3 separate regions of the Arachis hypogaea genome follow, and all the other regions are linked to region 2. The links are chromatin contacts, called in public Hi-C maps. All regions are on one chromosome and are shown on one strand. Each heading gives the region's core, a stretch centred on a gene start, on an enhancer-like site or on the middle of the called end of the contact. The rest is flanking DNA. Distances are from core to core; before and after follow the strand shown. Region 1 holds the start of LOC112775824 (nuclear pore complex protein NUP98A). Region 2 holds the start of LOC112777525. Region 3 holds the start of LOC112775088 (granule-bound starch synthase 1, chloroplastic/amyloplastic).

Region 1 (3,589 bases), core at 1,034-3,533, 170 kb before region 2:
AAATCTCAACAATTCTAACCACATATGTATTAAAAAGCTTCACTATTATCCAAATCAAAGTTACAAAGAAATCTCAAAAGTCAAAACTTACTAGCACTAATAAGTTTAACTTATAATAGTTTGGGTAAATAGCTTAATTAAGCTCCTTTTGAAAAAATACCTTAAATAATAAATGCTTATATTAAAAATAGCTTATAAATAAGTTATTTTGTGTTTGGTCTTTTAGTTCTAAAAGTGCTTATTTTAAAAGAAATGTGATAAAAAGCTTTTTATTATGAGAGAAGTCATTTGTTCAACTTCTCCATAAGTACTTAAATAGCTTCTTAAAAAGCTATAATTTGGTTTTAAAAATTGCATCAGACATTAATATTATACATTTTTATAAGTTAAAAGTTAAAAAAAAGTTACTTATGACCCTATCCAAACAGGCCCTAAAGCATACATGCACAACTCTTGTAAAAATGTTATCAAAATTTCTCTGTTTTCTTCTTTAATTTTCCTCTGCTTTTGTCCTTCCCCTGATTAATAACAACAAAAATCACTAACACAACATACACTACAGAAGATTCTCCTCATCATCATACACAACCAAAACTCCAGTCATGATAATCATAAATTATATACTATTAGAAATTTGAACAACCACTACTATATATAATTCTCATCTGAAGTAGTAATATAACAATTTTCTGATTACATAATAATAAAAAAAAATATTATAGCAAGTAAAAAAGACTAGTAATAGAAGAAATTGCAACAATAATCATCACTGTCCATTTTTGCATAGTTATACAAGCATGGGTTATACAAGCATGATCCACAACATTATATAAGAGTAATGATAGAAAATTAGACAGTAGAAAAAAAAAATCCAAGGAGGCACACATCAAGAAAAATTAAGATACCATTTGCAGATAGAGAAGGAGTATATGGAGCCGATGGTGTTGGATAAGGAGCAAGTGGAACTGGCATTATAGATTACAATACTTTTAATAAATAAATAAAGAAAAAAAGTATTAAAAGAATTATATATTATCTTTCTCTGCCAAAATCTACAGAGAGGAAAGCAGTTTCTTCCATTTTATTTTGTTTCAACTCCTGAAAAGTGAGGAAACGAACAGCATTTTCCTTGTAGTGATAAATTAATACTCGTTAATAAACCCCATTGTCAATTGGCTCAAAAAGCTTTTCACCCGTATCAAAAACTGAGGAATACAGGACAAAACAAACACCTTTGAGTTTTACTGCCCACTAAACATGTAAAACTTGAAAACATGAAAAGGATTTACTAATCTAGAATCATCAAATTAACACCAACACTCTCCAAAATTGTGCTTTTCTGACTGATAAAGGAATTATTACATCTACCTTCACAAATCAAATTTCACTAACATAGTAATAAACAAATCAAATACTACCATAAACTACATCATATGTCATATATTTCATTGCTTTCGATAAAAATCATCAACATATATATTACCAAATATGACATACCTATTTGACAAAATTTTTCAAACCTAACACAAACCCTCATGCCAATAACTCACAGCACAAACAGAGTTCATCAAAAAAATAAATACATAAAAATAAAACATAAAAATCTAAACATAAAACAATGTCAAACCACATGTTCTAGCAGAAGCACTAACAGTTTAAAAGGAAAAAAAAAAATTATCAAAGAGAAACATAGATGAATACCTAGATTTCTAAGATGTCAAGCAATTATAGATACATAAATACATTAAAATACTGAGGTATCCTTAACCCAAATCCTTACCTGAAGAAGAAGATCTTGTGCTTGAAAAAGATGAACAAGGTTGCAGAATACAAATTAAACTCTCTCTGGGGTTATTGCTGAGACGTGAGGAGAGAGAGAGAGAGAGAGAGAGGCGAGGGAGGCGCGGCGACAACACGAGCAGGAAGCACAGCTCGAGCAGACGGAAACGACGTGACAAAACGACGGAAACTTTAAAAAAAAACGGAGGCGTTCTTAAACAAAAAAAAAAAAAAAGATGGCGCAACGAAAGAGAGAAAAACTTACAGTGATATTGTTGGGAAATGGATCTTGGTTCCGAAGAGTGGGAACGGTGGTGGATTAGGGGAGAGAGAGAGGAGGAGAGAGAGAGAGAGAAATGGGGGTTTGGGTCACAGTGACAGAGAGAATGGGGATTGTATGACTAATAGTAATAAGTGCTGCATCATAGCGTTAAAATTCCGTCCTAAACAGAAAAAAAAAATTGGAAATATAGCGTTAAAATCACGAAGGTAAACCATCTTCTACGAGTATGGCAGGAAATCATTTATTTATTTTATTTAGCTTGAAATTTTTATGTTTTATTTATTTTTCTCTAATATTATCTTTTCATTTTGTTATTTTTTATATGGATAATTAAAATTGAAAAAAAGATAACCTGTTAATTAGGCTACAATATTATTTTTAAAAATTAAAAACTGAGCTACATACATTTTTACAAAAAGAAAAATAAAAAAGTTAAAACCAATGATTTATTATTTTATCTATTATTTTTATATTTTAGTAGCATTAGCATTTCCCTGAACACCAATTGCCTTTTTTGGGGAAAAAAAACGCAATGTTAATTTTAAATATTTAATATTTTCAAAATGTTTCAATTTTATTCTATTGGTATATAGTATACGAAAAATTTAGAGTAAATTACTATTTGTATCCAGAAAAGTTAAAAACGCTGACATATCTACCCATAAAAAAAAAGAAATTACTATTTGTACCCATGAAATATGGATTTTGCACAACAAAATTATTCAAACACTAACAAATCACCTAAAATCTCTAAATTACCCTTATCTTCACCACCATTTTTCTAATCTCAAATCTCACTACTACCCAAACACTTCTTCACCACCATTAACACCATCACCGTCACCACCACCGCCATCACCACCTCTACTACTCTTGGACCGGTTCTCAACCTTCATCTAAAAGTTCAAAACTTCACCCCATCATAAAACACCCAATTCAGCCAACTTAAGCACATGCCAGAGTTTGAATACACAAAATCTAGAGACTAGAGTTAGAATTCACAGCCTCAATTGGTGTAACAATGGTGGAGATATCCAATTTTCCATTAAACCCAAAGCCCGCAAAAGAAGAAACTCTGCAATCTCAGATGCAGAAATCTATACCCAACCCTAAAAACGTACGAACAATTAAACCCGACTTCAAGTGCCTCATCCTCAACCTCACAGTTCTCTTTTCATTTATTCTAGGTTTTCCTGTTCCTATGAAAATCCATCGAAATCTACCGCGCTCCACTCCCCTTCGGCCGAATTGAATTCTTCTCCTTGCAACTGGAGTCCAATCCCTTACTTCCCCTGCTGATTTCGAGCCATATTCGTCGGCGTCAAGGCTTGGTCAGATCCTGGCAGCGAACATGAGAGCAAACAGCAAAGCGGCAGAGAGAACCCCAGCGCGGTAGAGAGGGCAGCTTGTGTGGAAACGAAGCCAAGTATCGATGCAATCAACATGGAAGGTTTGTGAGCAAAGAGGCAAGGTTTGAACATAATCATCTTCTTCGAATTCGAAGCAGCAAATGACACCGTTGTGGTG
Region 2 (3,683 bases), core at 870-3,369:
CAATTCAAACCATCAACGATGAACAACAATTTTCACAAACAAAAATAACATTATTCACCTACAGAATAATAAACTACAAACGAAAATATTAACTAGAATCGAACCATATCTCGGCCACTTGATTGGATTCAAAATAATCAATTTCATTTTGGTTCAATTGTCAATCTGAACTTGAATTATTCATTATCTTCAACAACAAGATAACTGATGATAGAGGAGAATGAGGAAAAGGAAGGAAGAGAAGAAATTTCAACGAAAAAAGAAGGAGGAAGAAGAGGAGGAGGTGGTGTTGGTGAAAGAGTAAAACAAGAAGAAACTTGAGAAGGTAAAACAAAAAGGAAAAGATGAATAAGAAAAAAAGAAGAAGAAAATGATGATGATGATGAAAAAAAGAAGAAGCAGTAGCAGAAGATGAGAAGAAGGGAAAAGAAGAATTTTGAATTATGCAAAACTTATCAGTACACATACACCAAAAATTCTTAAAGAAAACACCCAAATATCTTCGTGTTACACCTAAATATTTTCGTGTTACACCCAAATTTGCTATAAATAAAAAAAAGTGTTTCTTCAAATGCTGCATTTTTTCTTCTTCTTTTTTTCCTTATTTATTTATTTCTTTTAGTTGAATGAATGTAAATTCATCATCTTCCAAGTAATTTTGTACCATTATGTGTTTCTTCTTCTTCTTTGTTTGATTTTTTTTGTTTTTATTCTTGTTAAAAGAGTAAAATAAGAAAAAATTTGAGATGAATAAAAAAAAAAGATGATGATAATGATGATAATAAAAAAGAAGAAGAAGAAGCAGCAGAAGATGAAGAGGAGGGAGAAGAAGAGTTTTGAATTATGCAAAATTTATCAGCACACATACACAAAAAATTCTTAAAGAATACACCCAAATATCTTCGTGTTACACCCAAATTTACTGCAAATACAGAAAAATATTTTCTTTAATAGCGAACTTTTACATTACATTCAATTCAAATAATCAACGATGAAACAGTATTCACCTACAGAATCATAAACTACTAACGAAAAAATTAACTAGAATCGAACCACATCTCAGCTACTTGATTGGATTCAAAACAATAATCAATTTCGTTTTGGTTCAATTAATAATCTGAAGTTGAGTTATTCATTATCTTCAACAACGAGATAAGGAGGAGAAGGAGGAAAAGGAAAGAGGAGAAGAAATTTCAATGAAAAAGAAGGAGGAAGAGGAGGAGGAGGAGGAGGTGATGGTGTTGGTGACGACGATAACGAAAGAGAAGAAGAAGAACGTGCAGTAATGGCACGAAGAAGAACATGCACGCATTGATTGAAATTTGTTAAATTAAGAAGCGCGTGAAATATGCGTGCGTAAGACGTGCATGTGAGAATAATTTAGGGAAAAATGACTTATATGAACTTGTATAGTAAAATAGCTTGTATGTGGAGAATAATTGATATACATATTTATTAAAATATTTTTAGTTATTAAAAAAATATTATTAAGGTTTTAATTTTTATTTCTCTTATGTTTTTATTTTTTTGAGATATTAAAAAGACTAAAATTGTATTCTAAAATTTTAATTTTAATTTTACTAATTACTAAATATAATACTAAATCTCAATACTCAATTCTTTTAATATTAAATACAATATTAAATCTCAATACTCAATACAAAGGAAAAAGATTTCTAAAATGACAATGTTAGTAAAGTGATAAAGTGATATTTTAATCACTTTTGAATTTATAATATTTATTATCTATGAATACATTGTCTTAATTTAATGGTGATTAATAGTATACTTTTTTCTACAATACAATTTTAGAGGAATTGGGTCCTAATATAAATGGATTTGAATTTTCTAAAGTTTGGATTTCACTTTAAAGAAAAAAGTGTGATCTCTCACTATTGATTTTATAGGTGAGACCAAGAATAAATATAAAAAAGAAACTATTCAAAAGTAGAAGATCACACTTTACTCTTTAAAGTGAAATTCAAACTTTAGAAGATCCGAATGGAATATAAACGCTACTCGAATAATTCTTACAACATTTTTTAATTAAAAAAAGAACTATACACACATATACTGATGTACAAGTGTATATACAGTGTACAAGTAGGTGTGGCCCTACGACAATCCAAATATCACTTCTACCCACCACTTATCGCACAATCCTTATCCGCATTGGTCCACCATCTCGTCTTTTTTTCTGCCCTCTCTCTAGTCTCTCCTCTTCAATCTCTCGACACAATCACATATCTTTTTCCCTCATTCTCATCCCTTTCGCTTTATTTATCTTCTTTCCCACTCAAACCAAAACCCTCCCTCTTTCTCGTTCTCAGCAACCCCCTCCAACTCCAATTAATCGCTGCGCTTTCACGCACACACCTTTTTTATCCGATTAAGAAGAGCGAGGGTATTCTTGTCAATTCACCTGTATGGCGTTGTTTGGGGTTATGGAGATGGCAACAGCTGTCGACATACTGTCCGACCTTGTTGTGTTCATCGCTCCGCTTTGGATTGCCGTTATAGTCGGCGTTGTCCTCGGTTGGGCCTGGAAGCCCAAGTGGGCCGACAACTTGGCTTCCATCGAGCCCACCTCCAACAACTACCTCCCCAAGCTTCGCCTCCCTTCTTGGGCTGCTTTGGGTTCCACCTCTGGTCCCCACACCGACCTTTCTTCCTTCTCCGTTTCCACCAGGTGCGCTTTGAAATTCAGTTGAATTCAGTTATGTTTCTGTTTTTTTTTCCGGTTTCGTTGCTGATTTGTATAACCGTTTTTCGGTTTCTTGCTACTTGCCACGTGGCACACACAGTTCGGGTGCGGGGTCGAGTTCGTTGCAACGGAATGATGGGGAGAACGAGGTTAGTGCTTTGGTGACGGAACAGGACTTGAAGCACTTGAGTATGTTAGTTGAAGAAAAAGATGGTGGACCCGCGTGGATTCAGATGATGGACCGTTCTACCCCTACTATGAGCTACCAAGCTTGGCGTAGGGACCCTGAGGTACTCATTACACACCTTTCAAAATTCGTTATTCTTGTAAATGCAAGAACTGTGGCTGCATCTGAAGTCACAACCACAATCTAAACCACAAATGCTATAGTAACGGTGACCGAATTTTGAGACCAATTGCATTGCATGATACATTCTGGGTGCTGACTTGGTTTTGGATGAATTTGAATGTGTTTGCATTTGTTAGACTGGGCCGCCGCAGTACCGAAGTAGAACCGTGTATGAAGATGCAACTCCTGAGCTGTTGAGGGATTTCTTCTGGGATGACGAGTATCGGTTGAAGTGGGATGACATGCTTATACATGCTTCAACCTTACAAGAGTGCCCTGTTACTGGGACTATGATGGTGCATTGGGTTCGCAAGGTAAGTACTGGACACCGGAGTCAATTCAACTTCCTTTTGGATTTAGATGTTTCTTGCAACTGCCTTTGGCATATTCTCATGTGTTGCGAATTGCAATTCTCGCTTGCTGCAGTTCCCCTTCTTTTGCAGTGATAGAGAATATATCATTGGTAGAAGAATTTGGGATGCTGGACAAGCTTACTACTGCGTAACAAAGGTTTGTAAATGTTTTCTCTGCTGTCTAATAGTGTGAAATGGTGATGGCTTTGTAACGAAGACTTGTGATGTTGCAATTTAGCTTTCAGTTTTTTAGTTGAAAATTTGACTATTATCAAGT
Region 3 (3,988 bases), core at 1,056-3,555, 190 kb after region 2:
CCTTTGATGATTATTATTTACTTTTTATAAATTCTGTGGATTTTTTTTAAATGTCACGGTTTTATAGATTAAAAATCGTCACAATTTTTAAATGTGAGATGAACAACTGTGATTTAAAGAAAAAAAATGTTGCAATACATAGCAATCACTCCGTTAGAATCTTTACTACATCAGGTAAAACACATACATAAATCAAACACATAGTAATATTACACAAAAATTCTAAAACAAATAATGTTATATGTATATTTTCATTCATATATCTATGTAAATCGAATTTATTGAATTCGAATTAGATCTTCTAAAACTAAATCGAATTAAACATATTCGAATTAATAGTATTTTATATATCCACATAAATCGAATTCATTGAATTCGATTTATCCATTATAGTGCTAAATTGAATCTAGTTGATTCGATTTATTAGTACATTAAATATATATAAATCGAATCTAGTTTATTCGATTTACTACTGCATAGCACATATATAGTAAATCGAATCTGCTTGATTCGATTTACTACCTGTATAGATTATTGACATTTACTACTTTTAAGTTAATTGTTATTAACTTTAAAATATAAATTTCAATAAGGAAAACATAAATGTCAATAAGAAAATACACCCATTTGAATTCAAATAAAAAAAAAAAAAAATCAAAACGAATAAGAATAGAAATTTAACTTTTTTGTTTTAATTCAAATTCCAAAAGATCTATATTTTTATAAACTTATGAATTTAAAACGAAACAATAAATAATTTTTAAAAATTTTGCTAAAAATCATCTTTTGACTCATTAGCATCTAAAGAATCATTATCGAGACTTTTGATGATGAAAAAGTTAATATAAAATATAGCCTTCTGAAGTACTATAGGAGTTAAAATTTGAACTTTTTGTCAGAGTCAGAAGTAATAAATAGTTATACATTATAAAATGACCAACTATATTTATACAATATGTAATTTGAGAAATAATTAAAATACTATATTAATTAAATTATCATTTCAAATGAAATTAAGTATAGAATGTATTGTTTTGGTGCATTTAATTATCATTTTCCAAATTAAATGATAATTTAATTAATATAGTATTTTAATTATTTCTCAAATTACATATTATATAAATATAGTTAGTCATTTTATAATGTATAACTATCTGTCACTTTTGATTGTGAAAAAATTCAAGTTTTAACTCTTATTCAAATGTCTTGGTAATAATTCTTTGGATGCTAATGAGTCAAAGGATGATTTTTAATAAATTTTTAAAAATTATTTATTGTTCCGTTTTAAATTAACAAATTTATAAAAATGTAGATTTTTTTAGAGTTCAAACTAAAACACAAAAGTTGAATTTCTATTCTTATTCGTTTTGATTTTTTTGATATTTTATTTAAATTCAAATGGTAGTATTTTCTTATTGACATTTATGATAAATAAACAATTAATTTTACAGTAATAAATATCAATAATCTGTACAGGTAGTAAATCAAATCAAATAAATTCGATTTATATATATATATAGCGTATTAGTAATAAATCGAATCAAAGTATTATAATGAATAATTTAAATTTAATGAATTTGATTTATGTTGATATATGAAATACTACCAATTTAAATCTGTTTAATTTGATTTAGTACTAAAAAGACAAATTTAAATTCAATGAATTCGATTTATATATAAATAAAAATATACATATAACATTATTTATTTTAAAATTTTTGTATAATATTAATATGTGTTTGGTTTATGCATATATTTTACCCTAATAATTCACAACGTTTGAGTTTTTACTTCAATGGTGCCAAGTTACTTACAATTTCGTAGACTAGACTAGAAGGTGGGCCTACTCAGTTGTCTGATAGTTGATGATGGATCTGCATGACTGTATGGATTGCTGGGTCGTTTGTCCCCTTTCTCCCCCACTTGATTCTTAACAGTTACTCTAATATTTAACACAGAAAGCTACTTGTATATATTGGAAAACGTGTTCCAAAAATACAATTTAAAACTATTATAAGTAGCATGTTTGAGTAGAAAATATAAATTAATTATAAATTTATAAATTTTTATGTATTAAATGTGTTAAAATAATTAAATTTCTTTTATTTTTAAATCACTATTCTTCAGACAATTTATTTAAGTATTAGATGGAACGGATGTATATCTCATGAAATTTTAAATATGTGTTAATAGAAATGAATATTATTATTTAATAGTATTTAATAAAATTCTCTTTAGTGGTTAGTACTATTCAATGGAATGAATAATCACATAAATAGAATAATATTTGGGCCGTTGGTTCCCTCAATTTAATAAAATTCAAGAGCCACATAATTAAGCCCACACCACAATCAACAAAATATTTTCTTATATAATTTGTGCTAACACGAATAGTAAGTGATGATTCATTACTGTCCTCAAAGTGCAAAAATTTCCTTCGCATATTCAGCATATTCATAAGAATCCCATGACGTCCATGGCCCCACAAAACTATCATCTTGAGGCTCGTATGATGAAATCTGTCAGTCTCTGCCACGTGTCACCATATCGTAGGCAGAGATAGTAGGCACTAGGCACCCTTCAGCTACAAATGCAACACCAGAGGTCTTTGTTAATGGCAGCCACCAACACACTTACACACACACTCAATAGTCATCACTCTTCCCTTACCGGTAAATAACACTAACCGTTTTTTCTTTTTATTTTTTTTTCCCTTTAAAAATTTGTTCGAATGATTCAAAGTACACATCATCACTGGATCCAGATTTTTCGCCTCACTGTCGCCTACTTTTTAGGGTTCTTGCATTTTAGCTTATTATAAGACTCAAATCTAATTGTTTAATTCAGCAACTTGCATAACTTGATTCATGCCAAGCTTTTCTCTAATTTGTGTATTCTTTAGTGTATAGTCTTACATACGCTATAGAACTCACGGTACTTATAATCACTGTTATAGAGCTGGCTTCACTTTATTGATGCTCTGCTCATGTAAGGCCATGATTTAGTTTGATTTCTGGGCTTTACTACTCTTCCCTCTGTTCTGCAATATCTGTTATTCGGAAATTTACAACTTTTATGACACTTTTTTTTAATGTATCGAATTTTCAAAGTGATTATTATGGAACAGAGGGAGTATTAATAAGTTATCTGAAATTTTCATTCATATCCTTGAAACTAGGCAAATTTTGCCATCAAATGCTTGAATAGAAAATCATTAACCTGTGATTTCTAAGTAGATCCTTGATAATGCATGAGAAGTTTCGTTGGGTAGTTTTGTGGAACTAATCCAATATTTGATGTAATCAAGTTAGTTTACATTTTTATGGTTAAATTGTATCTTTCAAATCTTTGTTGATTAGAAATGGTTTTGGCGTGTGACATGCAGAAGAAGGGGCTATTGAGCTGCTTTTATATTTTGAGGGACAAAGATAAATAAGCTATGGCAACTGTGACAGCCCCTTATGTGGTGTCAAGAACCGGGTGCCTCAACCACCATGGAAGCGCTAGAACCGAGGCGAAGGCGGGATCACCACTGGTGAGCCTGAACAGCCAGGGAATGACCTATGATGGGTTGAAATCCATGAACAAGCTCAACATGAAGACCACACATGCAACAAATATCTCTGTCTCCGTGAGGAGCAAGAAGAGTGGCAGTGACAGGAGTGTGGGGAAGATTGTGTGTGAAACTGGGATGACCTTTCTCTTTGTGAGTGCTGAGGTTGGACCTTGGAGCAAAACTGGAGGACTTGGTGATGTTCTTGGTGCGCTTCCCCCAAGATTGGCTGTAAGTGAATTGATTGGTTTCTTCTGTTTTTACTTTTTAGTCCATCAATTTCCATTTTTCTTTTGTCAATGTCACGTTTTGTAACATCCTTTTATCAATATATTTGGATACTAAAGATTTTAATAATGACAGATTATAAAGAGGATGGAGGCATCAACTATTCTCCGTGTATTCACATGGACATAAATTTTAACTATTGTTTAT

What was found. A called contact is a pair of places that touch in the nucleus more often than the background predicts.
Region 1: a contact with region 2 is called in a Hi-C map of leaf, with 4 times the contacts expected there. The contact joins the promoter of LOC112775824 here to the promoter of LOC112777525 in region 2. A contact is called at or near these places in 3 of 8 Hi-C or Micro-C datasets (leaf and an unstated tissue).
Region 3: a Hi-C map of leaf shows a contact between it and region 2, with 5 times the contacts expected there. The contact joins the promoter of LOC112775088 here to the promoter of LOC112777525 in region 2. A contact is called at or near these places in 3 of 8 Hi-C or Micro-C datasets (leaf and an unstated tissue).

The regions. Positions count from the first base shown.
Region 1 is chr19:97,855,666-97,859,254 of arahy.Tifrunner.gnm2.J5K5, forward strand. It overlaps LOC112775824 (nuclear pore complex protein NUP98A), which reads right to left and starts at 2,284. Exons shown (of 13, transcript XM_025819708.3): 1 at 1,781-2,284.
Region 2 is chr19:98,020,889-98,024,571 of arahy.Tifrunner.gnm2.J5K5, forward strand. It overlaps LOC112777525, which reads left to right and starts at 2,120. Exons shown (of 7, transcript XM_025821912.3): 1 at 2,120-2,689; 2 at 2,805-2,994; 3 at 3,191-3,367; 4 at 3,480-3,563. The coding sequence starts at 2,427.
Region 3 is chr19:98,211,334-98,215,321 of arahy.Tifrunner.gnm2.J5K5, forward strand. LOC112775088 (granule-bound starch synthase 1, chloroplastic/amyloplastic) reads left to right here and starts at 2,306. Exons shown (of 14, transcript XM_025818555.3): 1 at 2,306-2,672; 2 at 3,386-3,784. The coding sequence starts at 3,440.